Linked DNA regions of Columba livia: region 2 is linked to region 1. The links are chromatin contacts, called in public Hi-C maps. All regions are on one chromosome and are shown on one strand. Each heading gives the region's core, a stretch centred on a gene start, on an enhancer-like site or on the middle of the called end of the contact. The rest is flanking DNA. Distances are from core to core; before and after follow the strand shown. Region 1 overlaps ME1 (malic enzyme 1). Region 2 holds the start of PRSS35 (serine protease 35).

Region 1 (6,460 bases), core at 1,650-4,149:
AAAGGAGCTACATAACATCTCCCTAAAAACTGTGTCTGAGATTTCAATATCAGCCAGTTGATATGGTTACAAAACTCCAACAGTTTAGAGGACAGTGCTCTAGATAGTATTTTTTTCTCCCCAGACTGGCAAATTGTTAAGTTCTGCTCTCCACAAAGTAGTGAGGTGGCAGCAGGGGCACAGCTCGCTTCCCTCCTGGCCCTGCCAACAGGACAACTTGCAGGAAGGAAGAGGCAATCGAGTTTTGTCCATGCTCAACCTCAAACTAAGGGGTTGCCAGTCCATTTAGTACGAGCTTCCAGATGTCCGCCCTGAGCGCCCACAGCCGGAATGAGAACTCACAGAGGGAAAAGGGTGGAGCCAAAACGCACAAGTCTCAATTCTGGACTGGTGTGGTTTTCTGTCTTGTCTCCCTCCTGATGCTGGAGAGATGCAAAGCGGTCAGACCTGTCAGTCCAGAGCTGCTCTGACTAAAAGATCTTCCAGAAGCGCTGAGCCCGACTTCTGATATTTCCATTTGCAGCCCTGGCTCCACGAGCTGCTGTGCTCTGTCTATCTGCTGCTGGGAAGCGGGCTGCCGAGGATCATCGCAAGGCAGCGTCAATCAGAAACTGCTCTGGTCTGCTGGTGTCTTCAGAACCCTGAGATACTAACACAGCATACAGCTCACTCATATTTCCCTCCTTCTTCTAAATAAGAAAAGGCAAAATTTAAAATACTGTATATTTGAATGAGCTCTGGGGTTCCGTGTATGAAACTCTCAGTCTTTTAAGTCAAAACATCATCTCCAGCCACATTCTGCTTGTATTCTAAGTCCACTGCCTTGCTCTGCTAGCATTATTTAAAAATCGTTCATTCAGTGAAAAGAGCTCAGAAAAATAAGCAATCTAGAGACGTGCCCCTTTCAGTACACAAGCCTCAATAGAGTCTCACTGTTTCACTGAAGGACACCAGTGCCTGCCATGCAGGGGAGGAATTTTTCCAGGGGTTCCTATCAAAGGATTTTATTGCACCACTATTCAAACAGCAGTATGAAGACTCATCTAGGCCAGAGAGCAGCTGCCTTAAGTTGTCATAGTGTGTTTTCTATGATATGTAACAAGCCTCTTTCATCCATCAAGTGACACTCCCTAGATCCAAAAGGAAAGACTTTCACACTGGATACACAGATGAACTAACAGGCTCCCTGTGACACCTGTGCAGATATTCAGAGGGGGAGACACGAACACACAAATTCTTTAAATAGAAGGAGGATGGTAAATTTAGGAAAAGAAGCTACATTTCCTTCTTGCTTTAACTTCCTAAATGGATTCTCACATTCAAAACAAATTTTAAAAGCACCAAATTTCATTTTATACAACTTCTTGCAATGCTATGTATTCTTATATTATTTCCTTATCTTTCATAGAACAGGTAATTTGCTAGGGGCATTGTAAGAAGTTTACCTCATTAAAAAAAAAACCCAAACTAAATACTAAAATACCAGGAAGACAAGCACAGCATCCTTAATGCCTGCTCAGGCTGCCTGGATAAACTGTACAACACACCTTCACTAGAATGCTGAAGAATGTTAAAAACACTCAAAAAACCCAAATAAATCTTAAGTCCAAAGACTAAATGAAAATGTCAGAAGTTACTTCAGGCAAGGGAAAAATATTGGCTCTATCACAGTGTCATTTTGTATCAAGAGGCCTATGGGATATTTTGAATTTGAACAAAAGAGAACAAAGCAACCTGAAAACAGATATGTTGCTATATTAGAAGACACCGTGGTATCTCAGATGGCAAGTAATACGAGCTAAATTCTTTATTAGCAAATGAGTTACAATGTGGACTGTGTTAAGTCAGCAGATGAAGTACGGAGATGAAGAAACAATAGCAGCATTCTCTGATGGTGACATTATGTATGAAAGATCTTGGCAATCCTAAACCAGCTATACTCCCTAATGGGTATGAGGGTGTTGGTATTATATATTACTATTACCAGTAGAAAGATATAGTCACTTGGACACCAGGACATTTTAATTCAAGGAGCTAAATGAAGTAACAGGACTCAGTAGTTAACAGTTTTATGAAGAACCTACTCTATTTTGGATTTGAACTGAAAGCAGTTCTTAGTCTAAGGATTTTTTAATTATTTTTTGTTTGTTTGTTTTAGTGGCTGATCAACAGCTCAAGAAGCAAAAGAAATACTGAGACTGGGCTTCAAGCAAATTAACATCACCATTTCCACAGAAAGTTACTCACACCATCATATTAGGGAACCAAGTTGAAGCTCAGATAACAAACAAAAATGGCCCATCAATAAAACCCTGAGAAAACTCATAGAAAACAGCTGTAAAAACAGAAGGCCAGACTGCACAGCAGACATCTACATGGCGTATGACAGAACAGGAGGCAGATCTTACAAAACCCACCAATGCGAAGCCTAATGCCACGGCCTGTTTGAGCTGGTCCTGCCGCGGCTGCCCCGCGAAGCAGGGCTGGAAAGCAGAGCAGCTTCATGGCAGGGCTGGAAGATCTCCAGAATTTGCTCTTTCCATCAGCTGGGAAGCAGCTGAGAACCAGCCCCAGCACCCTGAGGGCTGCACTGTCCCACATCAGAGGCGGCGCTGGCATTTGTCCCATCTCACAACCAGGGAGACGCAAATCTATTTATATAAACACTTGCCTCCGCTGGGCTGTGTCAACTGTGGCTTATTTAAACAAGAGAACGAAGATCAGTACACAGATTAATAAATTCATCTGAGGTTCTCAAATACTGAAGACGTGAGAACCACAAAAGACATGAGAACTGTAGACCAAAGAGCAAAGCAGCCCATTAGTAAGTAGAGTATTTCCAACCGCAAATGTTTTGGGTTTACTTGCATTTTCCCTGTGAGTTCCCTATTGCAGAGTTAAGAGCAAAATAAACAAAAAAAGGCAGTAGCTAAAGCACCAAGGAAGAAGCAGGGGGAAAGAAGGATGTGGTTAAGAGTCATGGGAGAAGGTGGTGGAACATCTCCCTGTTGGGAGATGATCTCTACATGGCTGCTTATCTCTTTCATCACAAGTACAACCATGGTCTAAAGCTTGTTGGTGAACCAACTAGAGGGCTCTAGGCAGGGACTGGAGTCGGCACTACAAGCTGAGGGACCTCTCTGGGGAAACCTCCAGAAATATGGAAGGGAAGGGATGGGAGAGGCACAGAGAGGGTACAAGGAGGGGACCAGCCAGACCACTCTCCCTAAACAGAACTCCAGGAGAGTACTGCTTACCAGGAGTCGCAAAATGCCAAAGAAGTAGGTGGAGGTATGGATACGGACTCACTGGTCAGGGGCTACTGAAAGCCAAGGGCTTGCAGGTGACAGGCACTCCTGTGTGGCCTCGTTTAGGGACTAAAAAGCAGAAACATGTGTCCCTCTCAAATCCCCACATGGAGTCCCTAATTGTGAAGTGACTGTGCCTCCTGATCAGGCCCATCACCTAACATCTAAAGCACCTGAAGACAGCAAATTAAAACCAGACAAGGCAACTTGGACATGGAGTTAATAAATAGTTTGTTGCCAACACAATTCGAGGAGATAATGTCATCTGTTGGCAGTAAAATACACAATTTAGGTGAGAAATGTAGTTCTGGTGTTGACCTAAAGACACATTGTTAGAAGATTAAGGCTGTTTATGTAAGCCGTGCAAAGTATACAAAATACACATTCCATGTAAACAAGTACACATGGGTAACAGGCAGGAAAAAGTTTATAAAGACAATGATTTCAAGAAGATCTGAGAAGCAGAGAAAGTCAAGAACCTACAGAGCAATGAAAACAAAATGGAGCAAAACAATAATTCATTTCAATAATAAAGCATGAGCAAAAGAAATCATAAACCATCCAAATTAGGAAATCATAAACCATCCAAATTAGTTCACCATCTCATCAGTACATCTAATGTACACAGTGTCAAAGAGGAAACAGTTACATGGTAACTAATTTAATACTCAGATTTTTGGTGGTGTCTTTTTTAGAGAAAATAATGTGGATATTACTAGAACACACCCCACTAATCACCATTTTGCCTTGTCCTCACTTGTTTTCATATATTACCAATTGAGTATGAATAATACCACAAGGGATCAAAGACGAATTAATGTGTTTCCTTTCCGCAAAACTTATACTTCACATAGAACAAGATAGACGCAAGATGAAACTGCACAGATTAATTGACAAAGCAAACAAGGATTGCTTCCCTGGGAGAGTACAGGAGTTAAACAAGGCAGAAACTGCTTTAAGTGATTGTGGCGCCTCGGAGATACCCAAGACTCTGCATCTTTGCTAAGACACAAAGTGGTTTTTTGGCTCAGAAAGTTCTAGCCAGTTGCAGTTAGCCATAAATTAACTGATCAAGGACAAAAGTAACGATAATAATTGACTTGATAAAAAGAAAGCTAGAAATAATTAAAAGTTAGCAGAAAAAGTAGACATAGTGTTAAGCTGTATACACAAGTTAACATTAAAATTAGTATCAAACATTATAAACCATCCTAAACCAGTACCTAGAATGAAATCCAAACTTTTTTTAAGCAACTATTGCTAAAAAAAATTTGAAAATTCCATCATGATGGGATTCAGTTCAATATTAAGAAACTTGATTGTGAACTCTAAAGGCTCTTTCATTTATTATATGAGCTCTGCTGACTGTAAATGGAGCAACCACATCTATATGACACTGGCATGCTGCTATCAGTCCCAGATGTCCTCCTTTATTTCCATCATTCTCTAAGCAAAGATTGAACTATGTGTGTAACCAGCTTTGACCAAACCACGAACTTTAATCGGGGTCACATCCATTGCCAGTTAATTAGTTGTAAGGATCTTTTCCAAATCAGTTTGCCAGGGATATTCAAGTAGAGGAAGGAGGAAGGAAAATGAAAACACTGTAGAGGACTATCAACAGGGTTACCTGGGCATCTCCATTCTAATTAATTAGGACCACAGAAATTGGGTAAGCTTTTGGGGTCTATTTCAGTCCTCATCTTAGAAAGACTGATATTCTGAGGCCTTCAATTATCAGACCTCAGCTGATGTTCTTGTGCTTGCCATTCAATTTGGGCTTCACTCAGGTGAAATCTTACTGGGGATAAGACCACGCATCTAATAGACATTTAAAATACAAAACACTTGATTCGACACAAGTATTACTGTGCTGAAACCTGAAAGCAGAGAGTACAAAACTGTCGAAAAAACATTGCTCCATGTTGACATACTTTTTAAAATTAAGGATGACATTCATCCCTATGCAGATCCAAGAACCATTGTGGCTATCACCCTCTAATGTTCTTAGTATTGCCTTAAAAAAAAAAAAAAAAAGGAAGAAAGAAAAAAGAAGCATTTGCATTATTAAAATGCTCAGATAATGGTGAACCTCATGAACATCGCAATACTGTTTATCGCTTTCTGCCTTTTCTCAGCTACTCGACACAAAAGAATTTACGGTCTTTGAAGATCATGGGTGATCAGGCCACTAATATAGGCTAAGCGTGACACTATGGCAGCTCTAAGGAAGACACAAAATGTGCTCAGCACACATCACAGATTTACGTATATTTGTGTGATTAACAGAAAAAAAAAACGGGAACACTGAGAATATGGGAAAGAAAAGGAGTATGGGAGACAGTACCCACCGGTGTGTTCATATGGTTAAATATCCATTCATCAGTCAGACGGAATGTGACAATGTGACAGAACTCAAAAATTCAGAATTAAAGATGAGTCTCAACTGCTTGTGAATAATCTCCAAGTTCACAAGAGTGCAAAAGCAACTTTAAAAGTGTCTTTTAATTAACCATTAAAACTTCCATCTAAATGCACTGGGATACTTAACACAGGCATTTCAAGAGGAGTAATATCTGTTTCAAAAAGTCATATAGTTCAAGTTGCAAAATTCCAATGATCTTATGATCTGCAAACCTTCCTCATCCACCTTTGGAGAAAAAATAGTTTCAAAATGTGAAAGCATACTGAACAAATTAAAAGCAAACGAATGAACAAACAACCACTACCAACAAAAGACAACAAACAAACCAAACCAGCCAACCAAAACACACCCACAACAACCCCAAACCGATATGAACAACATTACAAGGTCTCTGGAAGAAGTACAGAACACAGCTATAGACAGTATAACCAGCAGCCTTAATCACCAGCTCTTTCACCACAACATAGCAGAGAAGTTGGTCATCAAACTTGGTTTAATGAAAAAAGATGGTTCCCAAGGAAAAAAAACAAGAATATTAACAGGCAAATGAAAACACAGCTGCACTTGAACTACAATTAAAAAGCCACAAAGGAAAAATCATCTACAAAAGCCTGATAAGTGACTTCGTGGCAGCTTTTGTGGGTGGGGGAAGAAGAAAAAGATGGAAACTGTTTGCAGTCAGGTCAACAGAAGTTCCAAGGTTATTTTTCTTTTGTTTGTACTAGTC
Region 2 (6,819 bases), core at 863-3,362, 190 kb after region 1:
CTGCTGTGCCCTTCACAATTCTGTGTATTCATAAATGATCTAGAAAAGGAATGAGTAGTCGGGTCACAAAGTCTGATTAGACTATCAAGTTATTTAGGTTAATAAAGATGAGACAACCTTGAAGATCTGCAGACCAGTTTATGAAAGGGAGTGACTTAGCGATAAAATGGTAGATGGGGTTCAATGTAGATAAATGCAAAGTGGTGCACAAGGGGGAAAATGGTCCTTACTTAAGGTATGAAAAGTCAGGTTCTGATCTGGTCATTACTTCTCAGGAGAGTCCTGCAGTTATGAAAATGGCTCCCTGGGAATATCAGCCTAATGCTCAACAGCTGTCAAAAAATAAAAAGTACTAGGAAATGTTAGGAAATCAGTAAAGAACAAAACAAATAATATATTTTTGCTGCTGCAGAAATCTGTATTTTTCTTGCGTCTTCCACATAGGTAAAGAATCAGAGAAGTACTGGTTGAGAGGGACCTCTGCAGGTCACCCAGTCCAACCTTCCACTTGAAACAGGACTACTGCCAACATTAGATCCAGTCAGCTGTGGCTTTGTTTAGCTGTGCATTGGAAACCACCAAGGATGTCGATTCCACAACCTGTTGGGACAGCTTGTTCCAGTGTTGCATTATTCTTTTGGTGAAGAAATTTTTTCACAATGTCCAGTCTTAACCTTATAAGCTTCAGTTGTTGCTCAACACAGCTGCCCAATGCAAGTAGGTCTTGCTCTTTGTTTTCCACTTGCCACTGCCAAGAAGCGTTTGGCCACATCATCCTTCAGACGCTGTTCTGGTTCCAGCTAACTTTGCTGGAATCCTTCATGGTGGTAGAGGGGCTACAAGGCATACAATAAAGAACTGGTGAGCATCAAACAGTGCTAGCGTAGACAGGTTGAAAATAAACAAAAGGAGGCATGTTTTTGCACAGCACGTGGTTGACCTGTGGAGCTTGTCACCACAGCAGGTTGTAGGTGCTACAGATCTATGCAGGTTTAAGGGAAAACGGGCAGGTGCTTGATGGAGAAATGTGAAGGTTACTAAGGACATATAAAATACCTCCGCCTCAGAAAATCTCTGAGTTTGAAATATTGGTGACAGGGAAAGTGCTGGGGGAGACTATTGCATGACCTTACCCTGTACTAATGCAATTAGATTTTGGTCTAGCAAAGCCCTTGGTCTGGCCCAGTATGGAAGCTCATATATTCAAGACATTGCTTATTAATGTCAACTACCTTATACTCATTTCTGTCTTGCCTTGTTAATTAAACCGGGAATTCTTCAGCGTGTTTTCTCAGGTACATGAATAATTATTATTCCACTTTGATTTTAAGTTGTACACACAAATAACAACCAAAAAATCTGCAAAAAAATTAACATTTTGAATAATTCAACCTCAGCCTTTGAAACCAAACTGCAGGGTGCAGTTGCTGGCCAAAGCCTTATTTCCAAGCTATTTATATAATTGGTTCCACTAAATTTCAGAAGTTAAGTCTTTGAAAGGAAGCATATGCCTATGATTAAGACAACAGAACGGTACTCTGGAGATCTCAGTCTGATCTCTAGCAATGCCACAAATTTCCTGCCAGTTTTGGCAAATCAGTGGGCCCTCATCTAGCATGAGACGAGTTTTCAGCAGATGAGCTCATTGAAACGACTTAGGTTCAGCACTTGCAAAAGTGCTTAGTGAACGAGCTTTTCACATCGTTCATCTGTGCAAGCAGTGGAGCGCTTCAGCAAGGACCTTGTTGTAGTGCAAGGAGCTGACCCGTGGCGCAGAGACTACCACCCAAAGCTTTCTGCCTTGGAAGAGGAGGCGAGAGGGTCACCAGGGAAGGGAAAGGCAGAAAAAGAATTATGAAGAGTAGTAACGACCAGAAGGATACTCTTCTCACTTGGTCTCTGAGACCGAGAGGAGTGGGGCTAGGAAGGAGCGGAGCGCCCAAGAGGAGCGGGCCGGGGAGGCGGGGGCCGGGGCTCCCCTGAGGGACGCGGACAGGGAGGCGCGGGCATGCCGAGGGCTGGGAGAGTCCCACACCCCGCAGCCCCCGCAGCCGCAAGACCCATCCCGGCCCGAGGAGCCACCTGAGGAGCCGGGAGCCGCTCCCCGCCTCCTCCCGGAGCCCCACAGCAGGTCGCGAAGGAGCAGCCCTCCTCGCTGCCGCCGTCGCAGACGCCCGGCCCCGTCGTGCCCGGCGGCCCCGGCCCCACGCAGGTGGAGCGGTGCGGCGCCCTCCCGCCATTCCCCCCGGGACGGGGTCCCTCCGCCTCCCCGCTTGTCTCCGCCTTCCCCCCCGGCCCGGCAGCCTCTCCCGCCCCGTCCCGGCGCGGTCACCCCGGCTCTCCGCCCGGCGCCGGGAGGACGCTTCTCCCGGGGCGATGCGCCTCCCCGCCCCGCAGGCAGAGCCCGGTCTTCCCTTCCCATCCGAGAAGATACCGGGATCTGCCTCCTCGGCCCTCCCCCTCTTGCCCTCCCGGCCTCCTCCCTCTCGCCTTCTTTTTCTTTTTTTTTTTTTTTTTTTTTTTTCCCTTTTTCCATCCCCTCCCCCGCCTGTGAAGACCTGGCTGCTCCCCCCGCCCCGTCCTCAGTAGCCGCGGGCGCTGGGCGGCGGGCGGGCGGCGCTGAGCGGAGCGGGGAGCCCGCGCCCCGGGGCTGTGGTCACTTTCCCCTCCGTTCGTCCTGCGGGGTGCCAGGTATGAAAGAAACTCTTCCCGACGCCGGCCCTGGGGGGGAGAGGCTGGCCCGAGAGACCTGATCGTGGCAGCGCTCGGTGGGAAGCCTGGGAGCTGGGGATGGGGGCTGAGGGTGGCCGCCCGTGGACGGGGCAGCTCGGAGCCGGGGACCGGGCGGTCCAAGGTAACCTCCGTAAGGTGATTTTTTTTTTTTTCAATGTCATTCTTACTACAGTAGTCGTTTTTAAAAAGAATATGTGGCTGAGCGATGTCCGTGCCTTGGGCTTGGCAGCTGGAGGGTTTTGTATAAAGCTGCTGTCCCTTTAGCCTGATGGATATATTTTTGATAGGACTAGAACGTGACGCATTTATTTGGTCCTTTTTTTTTTCTTTTTTCTTTTTTTTTTTTTTTTTTTTAAAAAAAGCTGCTTTCACAAGACGGCTAACGGGATGGCAGCAAGTGGCATATTTATTGGGCTTTCAGGGTTTTGTGTCTGTGCTGTGTCCTCTGCGGAGAGCAGGCAAGGAGTCTCTTCACCCTTCAAAACAACCTCTCCTTTACTTCTGATTCATACCCTCAGCATTCGCGCTACCAGCCCCGCGCTCTTCTGCAATTGACACTAATTTCATCCAGATCCGTCACTGCTGGAAGTAGATTTATCTTGGAATGGCAAAAAAAAGCTGTGCCAAGGTATTTAACTTGCAGGCTTAGGAGAAAGGGAACTCCTTTGGATCAGACGCGGAAAAGCAGAGCTTGCTGCGGAAAGCAGGACCGGGGGCGGCTCAAGAGCTGTAGGGTTACAGCCGTCCTCTCCCAATCCTCGGCCCGTTTCAGGAGAACCCTGGGCTTTAACGTGCCACTCCAGAAGAGCAGCCGGCAGTGACGGAACGGGCAGTGGAAAAGTGGCCATCCCGGCAAAGTATCCCCGTCGTTCCTCGGGCTGGTCCTTGACTGGTGCCCGCCCGCTCCCCTCCCGGGGGCTGCCCCGTCTGGCCGTGCTCGACGGCCGGAGCCGCTCAGCGGTGGAGCAGCGGCCGGGACGCGGCCTCTCCCCGCCGCTTCCCCGCGACCCGGAGGAGCGGAGGGACGAGCCCGGCGGCGGGAAGGGCTGGGAGGAGCAGGGGCTGCCGGGGACCAGCCCGGGACCCAGGGGACGGCAGGCAGAGGGTGAAGCCGCTCCGGCCGCCGTTGCCGGGCCACCGGCTGTCCGGGCGCGCCGCCCCGCGGCCGCGGCGGGGTCGGCCGGGAAAGGGAAAGCCCCGTCGGAGGTGAAGCCACTGTCCCCACTGCCATTCATCACACGCTTTCTTTGCTTCCCTCTGCGTGTGTGATTTCAGAAATGAGTTGCCACGCCTGCCGTGCAAAATTAAGTTATTCTTCTGCCTACTGAAACTGCTTAAATGTTGTAAGAGCCAACAGTCGCTGTGGGGTTTTCTATGTAAATCAGAGGAGAGGATGGAATCAACGCACCAATATACAGAGTGAGCACACCAGGAGGAGTGAAGGGGGAAGTGGCAGGTAAGGTTAGGGTAACGATTTCTTCTAAGGAGTGTGTGATTTCCAAAATTTCTTCTCCGTTTTCCTTTGTCAGAGAAGAACCATGAATTCCAACTTTCAGGCCACTTCAAGAAAAAGGCCAAAAGCAGTTAAAGGAGGTGGTTAGTGTAGCAGCTTCTAATATTTTATGGACTGAAAATTGCATTTAAAATTATGTAAACTTAGTTTGAAATGTTCTGACTTTCCTACAATAAAAAGCAAACCCCAGAGCAGAGGCTACACTGAGCAGACCAAGACAAAATGCTGCCAGGTAGTTGGACACAACTTTTCTTCTGTCTGAACTACACTGCCGTGTATATTCACTCTGAGGTAGCCTGAAGAGAAACATTCTAGTTCTCTTCAACTACAGGCCTTCCCCAGAGCATTTGAGATGCATTCTGGTGGATTAAAATAGGTCACACTGGCAAAATATTTGAAGGACATCCTGAAAAGTTAGGACATGGGTAGGTTTTGTCCTGCGAATGCAGAGAGATTTGATGTTAGATGCAAGAATTGAGAAGAACTGAAAATACTTTTAACTGTATACATACGTTTGGCAGCTGGAATGCCAACGAACAGGGAGTCCTCACTGTTAACAGCTGGGTTTGGGAACTGGAAGGAGAATTTCAACATTCTCATGGGGCTGGGGATCTCTCTCTCACTTTCTAGTTTCCATATTCTGTCTTCTCTGAAGCAATTCATCCTACCATAAAGGCAGAGCTGGCTCAAGGGTTCTAATTACCGTAAGCCAACCCAAAATTTCTATGGGAAAGGAGCAAAAGAAAGGAGAGGGCAGAGCAGCTTAGGGTGTGGAGGAAGAGTGGAAATCAGCATGGTGGAAAGTGTGAGTAAGATGTTGATATGTTTTTCTTGCTTCTAGCCTGTAGCCCTCACAGGGCCTTTCCTCCTTCCCCTGGAGACTGTATCTTCTCTCCATTTCTCTCACCCTGCAAAGGTGTCTTTGCAGCCCTCTACACATTTCTGTCCCCATTATCTGGCAAGAGAAACTCCTGTGTTCCCCCTTGCTGGCAACCTGAAATATGCCATGGCTACTGCTGATATTGCTGGTGCTTGAAGTTGGCCTTGCTTAAACAGCAGAGATCAGGTTAGTAAACAGAGCTTAAGTGCATGGCTGTAAATGATAAAGCTGCCTAGTAGGGCCACTGCTCTGGTCTGCAGTGAGAATTACCATTTTAATAAAATTCCTTGGCTTGGATTTCTTCCAGTTCTTCTGAAATGTATTTAGTTCATTACAAGCAACAAGTGGTTCATTATGATTGATGAAAATCTTGGCTTCTAAGACTGCTTGGGTAAATAGAGAGCACTTGAGTATAGTATTTCAAATGGGAGGCTCCAACGCATCTATTGAGGGTTATGAGTTTTGTTTTTTTCCTTTTTAAAGAAAGCCATAGTACTCCACCCATTTGCTTGCAGAAAATCACTGTATAAAGAAAAGTTAGTTTATGGGTCCATCTGGGAAGAGTTCAGCCATCACAGTGGAATGATATCAACCCAGGGACCTCTAAGATTTTCTATATGAACTAGCAGTTAGTGAATGAACTTTCCTTAGGGCTCACAAAACTCAACTACAGAGAAATATCAAATGACCAAACCCCAAGGAAGGCTTGAGAAGTGGAGGAGTATTCTAGGAAAGAACATAGAAAAGGCATTCTCGAGCCTGACAGAAGATCTGGGTTTCTTAATACCTTGTAGCTGTTCAACAGCTATGTTAGAGCAAAGCAAATTTAAACCAGCTTTTCTGCATCAATTTTAGTTGAGGTGGACCTTTTGTCAGTCCAGAAAATCTATTCCTATGTTCTCTCTAACAGTATTTCTTTATTTTGACACCTTATCATTTATCCATAGATATTTAATAATAATTTCTCTTCAAATTTATTACTAATTGAAGAATAACCAAAGCAATACTTTGAAGGTAACTTCATATATTAAAGTTAATGTTTATATATGTGCATTTCTGCTATACCAGTAACCTAAACTGGTATGGCCAGCTGTTGACTATCTGCAAAATCTTGTTCCTGGGACGACTCTGCTCTTCTTTTAAAACCTTCAGATAGCTCTTAGTATGACGGCACACATGCCAGAGCTTAGTGCTGTGAGTCACTGTAAACTCCAGATGCTTTATGAAAGTCCATACATCTTCTCCAAAACCCGGGTTAGCTACTTCAAAGCCAGGGGGGCTATGTTTATACTGTATTGTAAAATGTATTTTATACATATCCAAGTGAGTAAATTCTGGGTGAAGGTTGGTGTTTCATGCAGGCAAAGGTGAAAAGCACCAAAAATTATGCTAAAACAAAACCACCCTCTGAATTTGACATCAGAAGCAACAAGCTATGTTTGAACCGCAGTGCTTAGTGGTAATTGTTACCTCTTACAGACAAGAGCTATGTCTGTATGATGAAGATGCCTCAAAATTATAGGAGTTTTTTGTCCATTATACAGCTTTTAAAGTGATGTTACCACTCTTTTTTCCATGTTGCACACATACTCCTCTTTTTCATGCTAGATCTTTAGGTAGCTTGTAACCAGGCTGTTTCAATGGATGGCAGTGCTCATATTACTCTAAACTAAGCTCAAGAAAAGGAAAGCAG

Evidence for each region. Hi-C and Micro-C count contacts between places; a contact is called where the count stands out from the background.
Region 2: a Hi-C map of liver shows a contact between it and region 1, with 3 times the contacts expected there. The contact joins the promoter of PRSS35 here to the enhancer-like site in region 1. A contact is called at or near these places in 2 of 2 Hi-C or Micro-C datasets (crop and liver).

The regions. Positions count from the first base shown.
Region 1 is chr3:36,512,957-36,519,416 of bColLiv1.pat.W.v2, forward strand. All of the region lies in intron 9 of ME1 (malic enzyme 1), which reads right to left. Among named protein-coding and RNA genes, the nearest start is that of PGM3, 25 kb to the left of the region's middle. Within about 2 kb of position 2,900, at least 1 of the 3 cell types and tissues checked has an H3K27ac peak away from gene starts, as active enhancers do.
Region 2 is chr3:36,703,167-36,709,985 of bColLiv1.pat.W.v2, forward strand. PRSS35 (serine protease 35) reads left to right here and starts at 2,113. Exons shown (of 2, transcript XM_065056418.1): 1 at 2,113-2,691.